Regions from separate parts of the Ovis aries genome. Here all the other regions are linked to region 2. A link is a contact called in public Hi-C data. All regions are on one chromosome and are shown on one strand. Each heading gives the region's core, a stretch centred on a gene start, on an enhancer-like site or on the middle of the called end of the contact. The rest is flanking DNA. Distances are from core to core; before and after follow the strand shown.

Evidence for each region. A called contact is a pair of places that touch in the nucleus more often than the background predicts.
Region 1: a Hi-C map of hypothalamus shows a contact between it and region 2, with 7 times the contacts expected there. The contact joins the enhancer-like site here to the promoter of COTL1 in region 2. A contact is called at or near these places in 12 of 16 Hi-C or Micro-C datasets (blood, hypothalamus, liver and 6 more).
Region 3: a contact with region 2 is called in a Hi-C map of blood, with 7 times the contacts expected there. The contact joins the enhancer-like site here to the promoter of COTL1 in region 2. A contact is called at or near these places in 14 of 16 Hi-C or Micro-C datasets (blood, hypothalamus, liver and 6 more).

The regions. Positions count from the first base shown.
Region 1 is chr14:10,429,050-10,432,003 of ARS-UI_Ramb_v3.0, reverse strand. All of the region lies in intron 1 of USP10 (ubiquitin specific peptidase 10), which reads right to left. Among named protein-coding and RNA genes, the nearest start is that of USP10, 21 kb to the right of the region's middle. Within about 2 kb of position 1,488, at least 25 of the 54 cell types and tissues checked have an H3K27ac peak or open chromatin away from gene starts, as enhancers often do. A contact at or near this core is called in hypothalamus and liver, where this site is marked.
Region 2 is chr14:10,356,664-10,359,621 of ARS-UI_Ramb_v3.0, reverse strand. COTL1 (coactosin like F-actin binding protein 1) reads left to right here and starts at 1,363. Exons shown (of 4, transcript XM_004014943.4): 1 at 1,363-1,622; 2 at 1,891-1,973. The coding sequence starts at 1,546.
Region 3 is chr14:10,262,855-10,265,822 of ARS-UI_Ramb_v3.0, reverse strand. The region is part of intron 1 of MEAK7 (MTOR associated protein, eak-7 homolog); the gene reads left to right. Among named protein-coding and RNA genes, the nearest start is that of MEAK7, 25 kb to the left of the region's middle. Within about 2 kb of position 1,447, at least 11 of the 54 cell types and tissues checked have an H3K27ac peak or open chromatin away from gene starts, as enhancers often do.

The DNA.
Region 1 (2,954 bases), core at 239-2,738, 72 kb before region 2:
CCCCTGGAGAGGAAGTGCTATAAAAGGAGAGCACAGGGTCAACTGACAAGTCCAGAATACGAACAGTGGGTCAGAAAAAGACACTGCATCCATGTCAACATATGGAAGTGATAGCTGTCCAACTGTGGTTACTTTAAGAGAATATTCATGGGAAATATACATTCAAGCAGACAAGGAGGCTAAAGGGTCCCAGTGCATGTAACCCACCCTCAAACCTCAAAGGGTAAGAGAAAACGTGTCTGTATTTTCATGTGTTTGTGAGTTTGTACAGGTATCTGTATAAAGAGGGAGAGAACTTAAACACACCCCAATGATTAAGTGAGGTTCAACCCTAACCAGTCAATATGAATAAAAAATAAAATGGGGGCTCTTTGTACTTCTGCAATTTTTATAAATTTAAAATTATTTCCAAATAAAGAGCTTGCTGGGGCTGTTTTTAAACTAAAACTGAAAACACTCAGCTGTGAGGAAAATTTTTACCTACCCTCTTCTTATACATGTATGAAACATTTTCCTTCCTCTGGAGAATTAATAAATATAAAGTCTGTTTTTAAAGGAAAAGTTTTGGTTTTAAAAAAAAGATAAAAATGAGTCAATGCCTGATTTCACAGGATTTACAATCTAGTGGGGAAGAAAATGGCACTGGCAATATGCATTCGTTTGTCCTGCAGGAGCAGCGAGAGCTGAAACTCACGACTGTGAGGCTGGCAAGGGAGGAAGTGCAATCCCACTTTCCCTGTCCCTGCCAAGCCTGCAGGGGCCGGCATGCCCAGGCACCCAGGCAACAGCCACTGCGAGCCCTCCATGGACCACAGAGCACGAAAGAAATGCTGGCATTGTCATCAAGTGAGGCAGATCCCTGAGGTTTAAGCCAGGCCCACCAGAGTTGAATGAATACTGGAGTCAAGAGGAGGAACAAGAAAGCAACCATACACGCTCTTCTCCCAGCTGTGGTGACGGGCCGGGGGGGGGGGTGGCGGGGAGGAGGCGGGGGGGAGGCCATGAGGGTCAGGACACAGCACAGGGTGCTGAGCCGCCCTATCCCCGCTCTGGGAAGGGGCCTAGGGGTAGAGGAGTCCTCTCAACCAGAATAAAGCTCCACTTCCCCTCCCTTCCACTGACCCCAGCTCAGGCCTTCAGAACTCCTACTATTACCGTCTGATTATTTTCGGATCTTTTCTAGAGAGGACATGAAAAATATATGCACAAGAAACACATCAGGAAAAGGGGCAAGCCCTCAGCACAGCTAGGGTGGATGCAAGACACTTCACTGCAGCCAAGCGCCAGGGCGTGGCACTCTGAGTTGCCAGAGCAGACTCCAGAAGGCCCTCTAGGGCCTAGGGCTGTACAGCCTGCGAAAGGCACAGGCCAAACTGGAAATACCAGTGTTCCTGCTAAAGGAAAAGCAAAGACACAGCCTCAGCCCAGGAGAGGTAAGGAGAAGGAAAGGCGTTTGCCAGTCACCTGCGTGGTGCACTGCTGGCTCTCCAGGGATCCAATGCAGCCACAGGAAACAGCACCTCCTGCAGGAAGCAGGGACCCGGAGGACAACCCCCAGAGCAGGCACTAGGGGGCGCTGGAATACAGCTTCCAAGGTTTGCACTCTAGAAACAAGTCTTTGTGCAGGCTACCACCAAATTCGTGTCCTCCGCCTTCAAAAGGACTCAGGGACATGGGAGGTCAGCCTGAGGTAAAAACTTAGGCTACAAAGGCGTGATCAACAAACACTCTGCTGCATGCACTTCACAGATTCCACGGCAGCCAGGCATCTGTGAGCCAGACCCAGGCACAGTGTCCCAAGAACACTCAAAGCCCAGGCCTGCAGGGTCAAATGCCAGAAACAAGCACAGGAAGCAGAGTCTTCTCCTCCCTCCTCCCTCTTTCCCAACACAAAAGTGAATTTGGGAGGTAGGAGAAGATGTTAAGGACTAATACACTGGTGGCTCAGCAGTAAAGAATCCTCTTGCAACACAGGAGACACGGGTTCGATCCCTGGGTCAAGAAGATCCTCTGGAGAAAGGAATGGCTGCCCACTCCAGTATTCTTGCCTGGAGAATACCATGGACAGAGGAGCCTGGTGGGCCACAGTCCGTGGGGTTGAAAGAGTCTGGCACGACTTAATGACTAAAGAACACTGCTCTGAGTGATAAACGCTTTAACTTCATCTCTAAAATTAGGGTATGCCAGACGAAATCCATCTCCACAGTTCTTCCCAGCTCCAAAAGGATCTCCTGGATCTAACCTGGAAAAACACAGCTTTGGGAATGTTCTCAGACTGACACGGCTACCAGGTGGCTGGCACCTGAACACATCATGCTGAGTGGAAGAGGCCAGACTCAAGGGCCACGCATCGCAAGAGTCCATTCACATGAACTGGGTGATATCCAGAAGAGGCAGATCCCCAGAGACAGCAAGGAGAAAGAGGGTGGCTGCCAGTGGCTGGGTGGGGAGGGATAAGGGAGTCCCTGTTATGGGTATGAAGCCTCTTTCTGGAATGATGAGGTGTTCTAAAATGGACTGTGGGGGTAGCTGCACAACTCTGTGAATATACTAAAAACCACCAAAATGTACAGGTATTTAAATGGGAGAACTATTAACAAATGAAGTTTAAAAAAAATCAGATCAGTACTTGCATAAAAAGAACCATTCAAATTTCTTTATTTTTTTTTTTCTCACCAGGACCCAGTACCTGATGGATGGTGACATCTACTGAACAGTTACTGCTCAGTCTTAACTTTGGAAATTGGTGTGGGTGGCCTAGGGGACACCTGGAGGCGACAATGTTCAATACACAGCAGGAATTTCATTGATTTAATAGCATGTATTGAGCACCAATGATCCATGCTGAACTGTGCTCGACTGTCAGAACAAATTCTGAACAAGACAAAGTTTGGGACACCATGATATTTATAATTTTGTCACCGTGTGTGTGAACTGCGCATTGCTGACAGTAC
Region 2 (2,958 bases), core at 114-2,613:
TGATAATTAATTTTATTATTAATTAAACATTGTCCCTGACCTTTGGGGTTTCTATTTACGATTTATTTTAGTTGATAACCAACAACAATGACCTTTTGTTGAATGTCTAACATATTTGTTTACAAGTTTCATTAAACATTAATCATAAAGCAAACCTATGATGTCAGTTGTAGTTGTTGTTTAGTCGCTATGTGCGACTCTTATGTTGTCGGTACTATTACTATCCCATTGGAGGAAAGTAATCAGAGAGTTTTTGAGGCTTGTCCAAAGGCCCACAGTTAAAAAGAGGCAACACTGGATGCAATTCAAGAGCCGAGTCTTGGGGGGTCCAGCCTTTTTACTTGCCTCAACCCTGTAACTGGTCTTTGTGGAATTATTGCAGGAGGGAATGAATGAGTGAGTCAGTGAGGGAAGGAAGAAGACAGAATGAGTCAGCTCCTGCCCTCAGTGGAACCCAAAGGGGGAGATAAGATGTGAATGCAAATAACCAGAGCACAGAGTAAACAGTGATCCCACCAGTGTTTCAGAAGCAGTCCACTTTCTATCCCCTCCTATTTAACAATCTTACTTCTTTCCGATTTCTCCCTACCTAGAAACCACGGAGCCCAACACTGGGGCGGGGCAGTTTGATGCAGTAAGTCACCCATGTGGAGCTTCCCTGTGGAGCTCTGCAGCCCAGGAGCCCTGGTGGGGAGGAGGGAGGTAGAGGAAGGGATAGGGAGGAGGGGGGATGCAAAGTGAGAGAGAGAGAGAGGACAAAAGCTTGAAGACAAGGAATAGGAAGGAGGTAAACGGAGTTGTTGTTTGGGGGCGATAAGGAGGACTAGGGGTAGGAGGTGGGGGAAGGGAGGGGAGGTGGGAATAGGGAGGCAGGAGGGAGAAGGGGTTAGGGAAGTGGGAAGAGCAAGGGGAGGAGGTGAGGTGAGGAGCGGGTAGTGAATGAGGAGGGAGACTCGAGGAGGGAGACTCAAGGAGGGAGGAGGGAGAGGAACTAGAGAGAGGGAAAGGAGAAACAGGGCTTGGGGAGGAGGAAATGGGGGAGGAGTTAGGGGAGTGGGAGAACATCGAAAGGGTTGGGGGAAGGAGAAGAGAAGAGGAGGAGGAAGGAGAAGGGGGGAGGGAGAAGAAGAGGGGAGGAGAGAAGGGGAGGAGGGCGAAAAAGCCCCCCTCTCCAGCCCCCTTCGCAGGGTTGCGCAACCCACTCGGGCTGGTATTGGCCGCTGGTGAGTAAAGACGCCACGCCCCCGATACGCGCTAAGACCAATAGAAATAGGGGGCGGGGCTTAATGCGTCCTGGAAGGCCAATGGGCGAGGGGGGCGGGACTGCGTGGCCTGGGTCTAGCTTGCGCTCCTCGCGCATTCGGAGCCACAGCTGCTCTCGGAGCTCGGAGCTCGCCTTCTCTCGCTGCTGTTGCCAACCGCCCGCCCGCTTGCCCGCCCGCCTTCCGCGCGTCCCCGCCCCGCTCCGCTCCGATCCCTGCAGCTGGCCCCAAGCGCGCTCATCTTTCGCTGCGAGCACAGTATCCCCACTGCGGCCCCGCGGCGATGGCCACCAAGATCGACAAAGAGGCTTGCCGAACGGCGTACAACCTGGTGCGCGACGACAGCTCGGCCGTCATCTGGTGAGGAACTTTGCATTGCTCTTCGAGCCCCGCTGCCTGAGCTCGCGAGGGCCCTGGTGCGCTGAGCCGTCTTCCAGACGGGACGGATTAAGGGTCATCCCCGTGCGGTCTCCCCGCAGCCTTAACCCGGGACAGCGTGGAAAGCCAGCGCTGGCTTTTCGCTAGCCAGAGCATCTCTTAGATTGTTCTGTGGAAGCTCGGCACCGTTCAGGCACCAACGCTGATGTGTATGTGTATGTGTGTGTTTTTCTCTTCTCCCAATCCAAAGGGTGACTTTTAAATATGACGGCTCCACCATCGTCCCCGGCGAGCAGGGAGCGGAATATCAGGACTTCATCCAACAGTGCACAGGTAGGGAGACACGCCTTCTGGGGGACTCCCGGTCTTTTGGAACAAGGTCAATGCTAGGGAGGAGCCTGAGGCTACCCTGGGCGCCCCCAGCGCTGGAGGAACCAGATTGGAGCGTTCTAAAGCCTCCACAACGCCTTCTCCCGTCTGGGCATCCAGAACAACCAGAGGTGACCGGCAGCCTCCTCCCTCTCACAGTAACCTTTTCAGGCGGGACAGCTCCTTTGCCCCCACGGTCACTAGCTTTCCACCGTTAACTCACGGAGTTCCATACTCCAGGGTCCAGCCCTCCCGGGTTTCCCCTTTCATCAGTCAGAGAGCCAAAATAAAAACAATCCTGGTGCTTATCGAAGGAGAAAGGAATGGTTAGCGACAGCCCCCTCCTTTCTCCTGCCGTCATTGTCCATGTGCTGGTGATGTGTTTTTGTTTGTAGAATATAGAGCAGAATATGAACACATACATGCCATATGATCCCATTTATGTGAAATTTTAGAAAAGGCAAAGCTAATCTGCAGCGTGAAAAGTCAGAAGAGTGGTCCCGCTTGTGGGTGGCTAGCCACTGACTGGGAGAGGCACATGGAAGGTGGGGTGGGGTCTCAAGGGGTTGGGAATATTCTGTGTTTTGAATATTCTGTATTTTGGGAGGCAGTTACACAGGTGTGTACATATAAGAAATCTGTCAAGCAAAATCTTCAGGATTTGTAAACTTTGTGCCTTTCCCTGGGTTGTCTTGAATCATTAAGTGGAAAAACCACATGCAGGTACAACCACAACCTCCCGTCCTTGCCCCCAACACACACCACTGAAGCAAAAGGCCCAGCATCACTGGCAATAAGCCCCTTTAAAGCTAAGATTGGAGGATGGACTCTTTTTCTGGGCTCTGGGCTCTGGCTTGGAAATAGATATTTTCAGACAAAGGCAGTACGGCCTGAAAGTTAGGGTGGGACCTAGAGTCAGCATGGTGGGTTTGAATCCCCTTGTGGCCGC
Region 3 (2,968 bases), core at 198-2,697, 94 kb after region 2:
GTCTTCAAGGGACACTACCCTCTCGGCTTCCACTTCACAGTGGCATCTGGGGCAGAGGGCAGGAAGGTCTCTGGGAGGTGGGCTCTGACCCAAGGCCTGAAGGTGAGGGGATGGAGGAAGTGGGAACCTCGTCCTGGTGATGGAAGGGCCCGTGTGAGCTGGGGAAGTCCATGCGCTCCAGGCCTGAGGCGTGGAGAGGTGGCTTGGCCTTGCCGTGGGGCCCACAGGGTCTGCCTTGGTTGGTGGGAAGTTGCTGCAGTGTTTTTTAAGTGTTTTAAGAGAGGTGTGATCTGGCTTAACTGGTGGAAATTCACTGAGCTACAAGGACACTGGCCTGGATGGAGTAGGGGGCAACCAGCCTCCATCCTGGGCGCCTCCTGTGGGGCCGGGTGTGGGCCGCATGGGGTGTGGGGGGCGCATGCGTGATGCCAGGCTCTCCGGACCCCACATGCCTGGTGCTGCTCCCCGGGCAGGGTGGCATGGTCTGCTCTCTAACTGTTCTCCGTGGCTGCCCCCTCCTGGATTTTTCCTTCCTGTGACCCCTTCAAGGACACTGATGGTGTTTAACTTGGATCATTGGTGGGACCGGAAGAAGCAAGAACCTCAAGTAGCTGTCTTAGGGTCCAGCCTTTGTAAACCCTGGGCTGTGTGTCTCCACTTTGTTCTCCCACCGTGTGGCAGGCACCCCCAGGCCCTTCTTCTTACCCCACCCCTAGTCTCCTAACTGAACCAGGAGAGACAGGAAATGGTTTAAAAAAGTAAAACCTTTGAGAGGTCCCTGGTGGCCTAGTGGTTAGGATTCTGGGCTTTCATTGCTGGGGCCTGGGTTCAGTTGCTGGTTGGGGAACTGAGATCTTGCAAGCCGCTCAGCACAACTACCGCCCCCCCCCCCCCACCAACAAAAGGAAACCTTAGAACACACACACACGATCCAAGGAGCTTATTATGGAAAAGGCAAGCAAGCGTACAGAGAATAAACTGGACAGGGCCGACCTTGGCCGGGTGATCAAGGTCAACCCCAGCAGTGAGGACTCTCAGGGACCACATGGACCCTTGACACGCTGTGGTGCGAAGGGCACTGTACCTCTGGCGTCTTCATCCCCCAAAGTCCAACCCCAGTCTAACCATGAGGAAAAGCTCTGATGAATCCTGTTAGAGAGCCACCTTACCAAACACCTCTCCCGGTTATCAGTAACCAGGAAAGCCTGAGAAACTGTTACAGCCCAGAGATGCCTAAAGAGATGTGATGACTAAGGAGAATGTAACGAGGAATCAATATTGGTTCATCAGTGGTGATGGATGTTCAGCACTAATGTAAGATGTTAGTCACAGGGGAAACTCAGTCTGAGACATACACAGGAACTCTCTCAGTATCCTCTTCTCAACAAGCTTGTAAATCTAAAACCTGTTCCGAAATGTTCATTGTGAAAACTGACCAGAGCACATTGTTTTGTGGTGATCATGAGCGCCACCTTGTGGGCACATGGCTATGTTAGCTGTGCCGCGTCTGGGCTTGGGAAATGGAAGAGTCCTGCTTTTAGCCCCTCGGTGGTGGTTCCTTATTCTGTGGGAAGAGCAAGCACAGGGTTCCTCGTGGCAGCCAGCATCTGTTTGCACCCAACCTTGGGTTGGAGACTGAGCCAATCCATCCCATTATCACTGGTCCAAGGTAGCAGGTGCCATCACAAAGCCAGCTTTATTTCCTGCTGTCCCTCTTACCTGCTCAGTGTGATGGAGGCAGAGAGCCACCTTTCTGTCCTTGGATGAAACACCCAGACATTCCCTGGGATTTTTTTCTCTCCATTCTTAGGAAATTAGCTCCCAGGCTCACTTTAGATGGAAAGTGGTCCCAGTTCATTCCTTAAAGCTGTGTCATACCTAGCTAACAGGTGTGGAGCTGGATTTAACATGAAATCTCTCTCCTCCCCTGGAGTGTATGCCCCGGATCTTAAGGGGGAGGGTGGTTTTCTTCTTCTCTGCTCTATCCTTCTCCTGCAGCTGCTGTTTCTGACTAGGATTGCCAGATAAAACCAGGATGTCCAGTTAAATTTGTCTTTCAGATGAAGAACAAATCCTTTCTTTTTATTTAAGTATGTTCCAGGCAATATTTCCTTCCCTGGTGGCTCAGAGAGTAAAGAATCCGCCTGCGATGTGAGAGACCCAGCTTTGATCCCTGGGTTGGGAAGATCCCCTGGAGAAGCAAGTGGCAACCCACTCCAATATTCTTGCCTGGAGAATTCCATGGACAGAGGAGCCTGGTGGGCTATCGTCTGTGGGATCACAAAGAGTTGGACACGACTGAGTAACTAACCCTTTCACTTTCAGGCAATATTTGGGTTTATTCATACTAAAAAATAGTCATTGTCTGAAATTCAAATTCTACAGGGTGTTTTGTGTCTTTATCTGCTACATCTGGTGACTCTTGTTCTGCCCTCTGCAGGCTTGTGGGGGAAGGAGGAGAGGTGGTGACAGGCAGAAAGTTTTTATTTGACTGATGAAAGTTTATAGGTTTCCTGTTGCTGCTGGAGCAAAGGACTGCACTTTAGTGGCTTAAGATATTCATTTATTCTGTTACAGTTGAGGGAGTCAGAAGTCTGAAACCAAGACATCGCAGGTGTCTGCAGGGGTGAGGAAGGAGGAGAGGTGGTGACAGGCAGAAAGTTTTTATTTGACTGATGAGAGTTTATAGGTTTCCTGTTGCTGCCAGAGCAAAGGACTGCACTTTAGTGGCTTAAGATATTCATTTATTCTATTACAGTTGAGGAAGTCAGAAGTCTGAAACCAAGGTGTCTGCAGGGGTATGTTCTCTCTGAATGTTCTGGAGGAGAATTCCTTCCCTGCCTTTTCCAGATTCTAGAAGTCCTTCATCTTCAAACTAGTAGGCATAGCCTCTTCCAGCCCCTCCCTCCTACCAGTCCTCTCCCCTCCCCACCTCTTCTATCATCACATCTCCTCGTCTGAGCCGCAC